Regions from separate parts of the Sus scrofa genome. Here all the other regions are linked to region 2. A link is a contact called in public Hi-C data. All regions are on one chromosome and are shown on one strand. Each heading gives the region's core, a stretch centred on a gene start, on an enhancer-like site or on the middle of the called end of the contact. The rest is flanking DNA. Distances are from core to core; before and after follow the strand shown.

Region 1 (3,020 bases), core at 66-2,565, 41 kb after region 2:
TAAGACAGATGTTGACTCTGCCATAAGTGGGACTATGGGTCTATCAGGGAAGCACAAGTGATGTCATTGCACACGTATGTGGTTAGTACCACGAGGAAATGCATCATCTAGTTTGATGATCAGAGAAGGCTTCTTTGAAAGTCACCTGAAAAACACGGTCAACTTTATTCAAAACGCATACAAGGGGATCAGTACCGGTACATAAAGCTTAGGAACCATGCAGATATGGACCAAGTGGTCAAGACAGAGGACAGCCAATTGTAGCTGCAGTTGTGTCTTGGTAACTTAACTGAGGATGGGTTATGAGGGAATGTGGAGACTTCTTCTTTGGCCATCTTTAAAACAGCATTAGAGCTTTGTGTGTGTGTCCCGATTGTATGCGGTCTTGTTTAAAGACAAAGGATACACTCAGCAACCTAAAATTGTCATCAGCAGGCATTCTTTACAGTCCCATGATTCTTTCACTAAAGACTTTAAAGGTAGCAGCTCTGCTATTTTTCTGACATATACCAGGCAAAACTGAAATTTACTTTATGAGCTGAAAAAACAATGCATTGCCTTTATTCTCCCATCACTCAGGAAAAACAGCTAAGTGAAATTTTGGTCAAACTTTCCAAAAAGCTTTGGGCTAAGGACAAGCATGGAAAAAGCCAAGCCCAAAGGAGAAATTTCCAGAATTTTAGAAGCAAGTGAAAACAGGGGGTTATAACAGTTCAATACTTGCTGCCAGGAACAAAGTATATACGATATTATTTATTGCTGAAAGCCTTTCAGAGAGGCAGCATCTGGTTTCAGTGAGGTCTTGCTTTCATCCCATCTAGCAGCTGGACCGAACACTACAGCACAGGAGATCAACCAATTTGCCAAGGTGACACAGCGAGTTAGGGATGCTCTCCAGATTAGACCACAAGAGCCTCTGGCTCCTCGAATGCCAAGAATAAGTCACATGACCAACAGAGAGTTTAGCACTTTTTATGACTCCAAGTGAATTCTTCAGTTTTAATTTTCTATTTGTGTTTATATTTTCAGAGTCCCAAGGAATCATTCTTTCTCACTTTTCTCCAGTGGGGAGATCAGATATCATCTTGGTTCCCTGTGAATGCCAAGAATCCCTGCCTGCCTCAACTAGGCTGAGCGTGTTAATGGCAACAAGAGTGGGAAACTATTGGGCAGAGTTCTGTTCATATTGGGACGAGGAAGATGGCGATGCAAAGCCTTGCCGCCTCTGAGAAGCTGGCCACTCTGCTTTGGTCATTCCAAACGTGCCTGAGGCAGGGGAAACGCTGATGAGGATGAGCTTACTCTGCCAGGACAAAGTGTCATGGACTTTTATTGCTCTTTGAGCCTTTTCTTCACCAGTGTTATTTCTCATAGAGCCCTGGCTGCAGCAAACACACCCCTTCACTCCTTTTGCGTATGTCTTCCATACCGATGGGGCAAAGGAGACTCTGTTTCCTAAGCACATGTTTTCCCTGATATTTGAGTGGCAAAGGGAACAAACAACACCACCCACACCCACAAAATGTGTTTAGTGAGAAATTTTAGCATTCACAGGATAGCCAAATTATCCACCAGTCACTCTCTCACCCTCTGTATATGTGTGTGTAAACGCATGGCAGTGCTGTGATAATGCTATTAACAAAAATAATCATCAATATATTAATATAATAATGCTATTAATACTATTTATTATTAGTATAATGACATCCAGAAACCAATTTTAGGGAAAGAAAGGGAAGGGCGAGGACCACATAAGCCAATATGAGAAGACCAGAAAACAGAGTACGGAGCCAGTTAGTGGTGTGAATAGGCTTAGCATAGTCTAAAGTGGTCAAAAGAATATTAGGAAGGGAGTGAGACCTCCTTTGGTCCCTAGCCTCAGCAATGGCAAGATGGCACAGCATCAAGAGAAATTATGCAAGCGTTTGGAGTATGCGGTCACGCCCAGAAGACATGCCATTTTAATAATACAAAACATATGTCCACTCAGAATGGCAGTGACCTAACTTCACTGTAAGTTGGAATGAACAATGCCTCTAAGAAACATATGACAATCTCAATACAATAGGATTTGGGAAATGAACTTAAAACCTGCCGCAGATGTCAAATGCAATAGAAATGCATAACATTTCACTTTGTTTCCTTTACATCACAATTTTTTTCCTTTTAATTGGAACAGACAAAATAAGCACTGACCTAAAGAAGTGATGACATATTCCCTTTGGACTTACTATTATTCCAAGGGAAAGTCATGCTAATTTAGATACTGTACTCATTCATTCAGCTTTTTTTTGTTTCATTCAATTTTACTGAGTGCCTACTATGAGCTGGGTACTGACATAGGCCCAAAGATGTAGTCATAAACCACACAGACACATCCCTGTCCCTCTGGAGATTTTTTTCTAATTAGAGTATATTTGATTTACAGTGTTGTGTCAAATTCTGCTGTACAGCATAGGGACCCAGTCATACACACACACACACAATACACATTCTTTTTCTCATACATTCTTCCATTTACCTTCTATCCAAAGAGATTGGACATAACTCCCTGTGCTGCCCGTAAGATCCCCTGGAGATTGTAATTCAGTAGTCTGATCTTATTTCAAAGTTCAGTTATTGTTTTAATAAAAGCTCAGTTCAGGTTTTTAAAAGGAAATCTCCATCTGAGGAAAACTCTGAAGTCATCACTGTCTTTCCAAAACTTATTTTCTCAACCTCCCAATTAGTCCTTCTATATTAAACTCCCCATTATTGGTGTCTTAGAGGAGAGAGCTAGGACATGACAAAGGGATGGGCTTTTTTTTTTTTTTTTTTTTTTTTGCTTTGAGAAGATACATTTTTAAACAATAAACCTCTAATGAGTTGACCAGCAGGTTGTGTTGCTACATGCCAAACCAAGCCCTGGAACAAAAGCCAGGACAGACCAACTGAAGGAGATGCCTCCAAATATTAAACTTAATCCTATCTCTGCCAAAATAAACTAAACTGACATTTTAGCAAGCACCAGTAAATAATTA
Region 2 (2,920 bases), core at 121-2,620:
ACCATACTTTGCATTTCACAAGTTTTTAAAATTCCTCAAGCCTTACCCAGTGGAGTGAAAGTCACCTTAATGAAGAAAGTAGAGATTAAACCACCATGACTTTGGAACAGCAGAGGATCTCAGCTGTAATTCTTTGGCTCAGAACCAGGGTCTAAAACCAGCCATGGGAAAAGCTGCTGACACAGAGCCTGCAATTCCCTCCATGTTTGACTTGCATAATGTTGACATTATAACACCAGAGACACCCAAAAATATTTCAAACAATTATGACTTCTTTTCTATAAATATTTTTAAATTGTCTTAAGAGATAAAATAACATATTTTACCCTTGTTTTCTTAGTTATTCTGGTCGCCCTCAGCAGCTCACTACTATGGATTTATTTTTGGCTTGAAGGTCAGGGAGGACATTTTAAGGCACTATTTCGGCTGTTAAACTGTGTTTTCCAGCACAAGTTGCCCAGTGAGTAGGGGAGTTGGCTACTATTAAAGTGACAATTGACTGTGGAGTCAGAATCGGAGAAATAGATGATTTCTTTGTTGAAGCTCAGGCAAGAAAAAACAAAAAGACTCCAAGCACTCAAGATGATATTTTAAAAAGTTTCCCACCCCTTTATGAGCACAATTTTCTTTCTGGACAGAAAAAATCCTTTTCACTCCCTTCATTACTCTCTTGTTCCAGTTATAACTGTTATGAGACTTACGTTTGATACAGTGACTTTTTTTGATTGGAAGAGGACATAAAAAAAGAAGGAGAATTATAGAGATGGACAAGGAAGTGCTTGACTTCTGAGGGTATTATTCAACTATTTCAGGAGTTTCTTCCTTCAAACTTGGCCAAATAGTAAGCACCCAGAGAGTGAGAGGTGAAATTTACAACTTTCACTCTCAGAGACCTATCCCGAGAGTGGCCTTAATTCTGAGCTCTGGAAACAGGCTATGATAGCCTCAGTCACAGATGAGCTGAGTAGGTTAATAACCCTTCAGTGCAATTTCAATCTCTCTCCCAGAGCCTGAGGACCAAGAGACCTGGCTTGCCTTGCATAGAAATGCCCTCTGCGTGATTTGCAGCATTTATTTTTGATGGGGAAACATCAGATGCCAAAGCTGACTACTGTTTTCCTCCTACAACACTCCCGGAAACATCCTCCTGGTTTATGATTTTAAAAGCTACAACAGGTTTTCTGTTTGTTGCCACTTAAAACTTATACCTTTTACTGACCTCATCCAAAGAACTTAGATTTAACAAAGTTCAGTGTGGTTTCAAAAACACTGAAGGTGGGAATGGAAAAGCAGAACTCACCTTCACTCCCAGAAAAAGCATCACTTGAGCCTGCCACTGCCAAGGTCAACAGAAGCTGCCAGAGATCCATACCTGTAGGACCTGCAATCATACAAAAGGAAAAAGATGAATCTAAGCAATTAAAAGCAGACTACTTTCACTAAGAATTGTTTAAAGACACACTAAGTTATGAATGAGCTGACATGCACATCATCTGCAGAAGGAATCCGTAAGTCTTTCACAGTCCAGAGTCTCATGTGGTCATACTTTTCAAGAGAGCAAACAGCAGGTTGTAATAAATGCTACTTCCGGTGGGTGCTTGTCTCAGGAAATAACATGGACACTAAAGATTTTCACATCCTGGCCGACAGACATAGAACCACCTCACAACAAGTGACACCTCCCCCAGCCCCACCCCAAGCACACACACAGCTTCCGTAACCAGGCCGTGCCAGTGTGGTTCTCTTTAATTTGATCTGAAATTTGTCAGCCATATCACCAAGCAAGGGGCCTTGAGCTGGACAGGCCATAAAGGGGAAAACAAGACAACCAACTTCTGAAATAGTAAAATTGCTCCAGTGTGTTACCTAGTGAACAAAAGAGCTCAATTAACACTCAAAACATCGTGTTGGAGTTCCCGTCGTTGCGCAGTGGTCGGCGAATCCGACTAGGAACCATGAGGTTGCGGGTTCGGTCCCTGCCCTTGCTCAGTGGGTTGGGGATCCGGCGTTGCCGTGAGCTGTGGTGTAGGTTGCAGACGCGGCTCAGATCCTGAGTTGCTGTGGCTCTGGCGTAGGCTGGTGGCTACAGCTCCGATTAGACCCCTAGCCTGGGAACCTCCATGTGCCGCGGGAGCGGCCCAAGAAAAGACAAAAAGACAAAAAGACAAAAAAAAAAAAAAAAAAAAAAAGAAAAACATCGTGCTAATAAGCCATCTAAGGAGGTTTAAATAGAAGGCAGCTGAAAGGAAGTGAGAAACAAAAAAAACCAAAGCAGTGGCGCTTCCTAGGTGGCCTCCCCTAGGACACCCGGTTCCTTGTGGATTTTAATTTCTGGAGGAATGAGGTCTCTGAAAGGCCCAGGAGAGTGAATACCTCAGACTCTAAGGAGAGTCAGTGTGCGGCCCTGCTGGCCATTTGGAGTCCCAAGTGTGGCCACGCCTTTGCAGCCTTCAATTTGATGAATGGGAGAGCAGAACAACATGCCTCAGCCAGTACACACCTTTACCTAGAGGAAATAAGCTTCTTTGGAATAAATAAACCAGGTGTCCACCTCCTGGATCTCTAAAAAGACAAGTTTGGGCTGGTTTAAGATGAACTCAGCAGACTGCTCTTTGGAGACATGTTGCTGCATTGGCAACTAATGCCTACCACCTTAAGGTATGGCTGCAGAATTTCCAGATTATGGTATTTATAAGTTACTTGGGAGGATCTAACCATCATATCTGGAGCTCCATCAGTGCCTCTATTGCCTTATTTTTATCACTGTACGTTCTTGGTAATAATGAAATAGCCCTTCTGCCACCCCTAATCAAACTAAAATGATGAACATAAATGCTTGTTTTCATGGGTAATGGAATGGTATGGTCCCTAGCAATGGCTGCGTCGTTCTGAATAGATATGCATCGTCTGATGCTCTGTA
Region 3 (3,142 bases), core at 424-2,923, 61 kb after region 2:
TTTTTTTTTTTTTTTTTTTGCCACTTAAAACACACACACACTCTTGTATTTACAAATTATGACCACTATTCTCAGTCTAGAGCAGTGGTTCTCAACCAAGATTTTTCTCCCTTAGGTGGCATTTGGAAAGGTTGGTGACATTTGTGTTGTCTCAAGTTGGGGAATGTGTGTTGTCAGCATCTACAGGATAGAGACCAGGGATGCTGCCAAACATCCTAGTGTGGAACAAAGCAGCCTCCACAAGAAGGAAACCCCTGACCTAGAATGACGACCGTGCCAAGATCGAGATCCCCAAGGCAGGAGGGACAAGCTTTAGATTGATGGTAGCCCAACCAAGCTAGGCAAGTAAAACTTGAATTCCTAGGGCAATCCTTGTTTTTGCAAGTCTCCCCAACATTCTTCATACTCATTCAGGACTTAAATGAGTATTTAGGGGAAGCTCAGGTATTAATGGAGTGAAAGAAAAATTAAGGTAGATGTAGGTTTCACTAACTTGTTTCTTGGATGCCCTTTTCTGAGAATGTTTTTAAGTATGTTGATAGGTTGCCACTTATATTTAACTCTTTATATGAGGACTGGACCTACTAGAGCAATACTGCTGGGTTTGGTCTCATTTCAAACCAAATCCTTGAAGCCAACTGCAGATTCATTAGGGTCAGTGCTGACTTAACCCCCTCCCCCCAGTACAGTTTCAGTGATGAGTCAGTATCTGATGTAGAGCTTGATGTATGTTGGCGGCAAACAACGAGGACAGTTTTTACACAATGGAGTCTTGGCTCTGCGGCCTACCTCGTAGAGAATGCACCAGTTTAGGAGATGAATGCAGTAACCGAGCATTTCCCACTTCAAATCTCAACATCTTCAAACTCTTTTCAGTATCAATTATTCCAAAATGATCCCAAATACTTTTTCCTTTTGCAACAGATAACACTGCAGTTAATTTAATCTCTTTATGCTTTTAAGATATCATTATGGATGGCAGTTGTTAACCCGTGTAGCCACTTGATGCAATGAGACAGAAACAGTGGTTGAAGCAAAGTATTTACTTTACCAAGGTTCTTGTGGCTTCAGTAGGTAAGTAAGTGAAGCTTGTGATTTTTGAGCTCCCTGCCTTCACAAAGTCACCAGACACAGAGCATAAGTAGAAAGAAATCATGAAGGGCTGACATGCACGCTCACCCATTTCAGAGGCTGTGAACTTGCCAACACAACTTGACCTGCAGAGATAAGCCAATAAGTGGCTTATTTTTACATGATTTTTTGATATGAACATTTATCAAGTGCTGACTATCAGCCACACCCTGAGTGGCTAAATACTTTTCATGCATTATTTAATTCCACCTTCTTAACAGCCTTGTGAGAGAAGTATTTATCCCCATTCTACAGACATAGGAGGCTGAGGCAGAGAAATACTGAATCATTTCTCTGTATGACAGAACCCAGATTTGAAGCCAGACAGTCTGCCCCAGAGCTTTGTTTCAACCACAACCCTAGAGGCTGCAAAATGATTAGCCTGTGGGCTAGGCATGGCCCACAGAAATGTTTTGCTTGGCTCACATAACATATATAACTTTGGGGTCACTGTCTAAAGTTGGGCAGCTTGTGCCTGGCACAAGGGCTCAGCCACGGGGCCAGTGAAATCCAGCCCCCACTTGACTTGCACAGTCATGGGCGCTGGCAGGAAGGAAAGGGTGCCATTTCCTAATCTGGACAAAAAGGAGCCAGATGACAGCCCAGATGCCACTAGCTCAACACTAACAAAGCATTCCTCACATGAAATTCCAAATCTATGGCTTCTCCTAGAAGGGAAGGGGGAAAAAAAGGATGAAAGCGGGAGGGAGGGAGAAAAAAAGGAACAAGGTAGGAGGAGAGGGACACAGGAAGGGAGTTAGAAGTAGTATTTCCTCCGTGGGACACATGCTTGCCTGTGAGCAACTGACTCCCTTCAGACATTCATGTTACCTGCCAAGATGCCATAGCCTTTCCATGTTTGTGACCTCTGTATTATGTTACACTCCTGGCATTTTGTTTCAGAAGCCCCTCTTGAAAAAGGGTCCGCTCACAGCTCTTCAGCTAAGTTTTAACCCTCTTTGCTGAGTGACAAAAGCAAGTCCAGCTCCTCAGCTGAAGGACTCCCTCAGGTGACCAAGTAGGGTGGATTCTGTTTTCCTTTGTAGGCTGAAATTCTTGTTTTTTTAGGACACACTGTTCTCTTGAGGCTCTACGCCTGGCAGCCAAAAAAAAAAAAAAACCTCAAAAACCACCTTCCAACTTTATGTGTAGGTAGCCAGGGTGGGGCAAGGACTCAGGCATCTGACAGCCAGTTCCTTATCAAGGCGAAAACCGCCACATTGAGTGTTTGCATTTTGGGGGGCATTGCTAATTCTTCTACTTACACCTCAGCAGGCCTTACCCAGGCCTGGAGCTTGGGGACAATCAAAAAAGAGCCACAAGAATGGTGACTGGAAGATAAAAGTTACTGCTGACTAAACAGCAGTCACCTGGCGGGTGTCAGACACTTCACTCCCCACCTAGCATTTCAGTCTGTGCCACATCAGTTTCTGCCGAGCTGATGGGATGCAGGGCTTCTGAATAGCCCCCGCATGCCCTTACCAAAGGCCTGCTGGATGGTCCACTGAGACACCTGGCATCAATAAGCAGCCATGAGACCTGGTGTCACCACCCCTCCCCACGTTTGTCTGAGGATGACCAGCAGTCATCATTCCTTATTGGCATGTGCCTTGTTTTACCATGGATGCCTGAAAGAAATCATTATATCCCTTGGCTCTCTCTCATACCAGGAGACTGGGGAGGAGAGTAACCTTTATTCTATCAAATTCACTTGAAACAAGGGAGATCAAGACTGTAAGAGTTTAGGCCAGAGATTTTCAACCTTTCCGTGCATCAGAATGACCTCTTTAAAAATAAACTGTCAACTGCCTATTGAATAACCATTCCCCCCCACTTCTGTACCTAGAGTTCACTTTTTTTTGGGGGGGGTGTCAAAGTACCCTGCTTAAAATAAACCAAAAAAAAAAACAACCCATTTTCCAGGTTCCTTTGAAGAAAGGGATGGCCCTATGATGCTGACCTATGGGATATAAGTTGTAGTCACCAAGTAGAACATCTAGGAAGATAACCT

What was found. A called contact is a pair of places that touch in the nucleus more often than the background predicts.
Region 1: a Hi-C map of skeletal muscle shows a contact between it and region 2, with 4 times the contacts expected there. The contact joins the enhancer-like site here to the promoter of GHR in region 2. A contact is called at or near these places in 1 of 5 promoter capture datasets (liver), 11 of 47 Hi-C or Micro-C datasets (adipocytes, embryonic fibroblasts, liver and 2 more) and 1 of 2 datasets of contacts at active chromatin or transcription factors (skeletal muscle).
Region 3: a Hi-C map of skeletal muscle shows a contact between it and region 2, with 2.9 times the contacts expected there. The contact joins the enhancer-like site here to the promoter of GHR in region 2. A contact is called at or near these places in 1 of 5 promoter capture datasets (liver), 7 of 47 Hi-C or Micro-C datasets (liver, psoas muscle and skeletal muscle) and 1 of 2 datasets of contacts at active chromatin or transcription factors (skeletal muscle).

Annotation. Positions count from the first base shown.
Region 1 is chr16:27,216,671-27,219,690 of Sscrofa11.1, reverse strand. It overlaps a transcript of GHR not described here. Among named protein-coding and RNA genes, the nearest start is that of GHR, 41 kb to the left of the region's middle. Within about 2 kb of position 1,315, at least 5 of the 83 cell types and tissues checked have an H3K27ac peak or open chromatin away from gene starts, as enhancers often do. A contact at or near this core is called in skeletal muscle, where this site is marked.
Region 2 is chr16:27,257,511-27,260,430 of Sscrofa11.1, reverse strand. It overlaps GHR (growth hormone receptor), which reads right to left and starts at 1,370. Exons shown (of 9, transcript NM_214254.2): 1 at 1,301-1,370. The coding sequence starts at 1,370.
Region 3 is chr16:27,196,877-27,200,018 of Sscrofa11.1, reverse strand. It overlaps a transcript of GHR not described here. Among named protein-coding and RNA genes, the nearest start is that of GHR, 61 kb to the left of the region's middle. Within about 2 kb of position 1,673, at least 5 of the 83 cell types and tissues checked have an H3K27ac peak or open chromatin away from gene starts, as enhancers often do. A contact at or near this core is called in skeletal muscle, where this site is marked.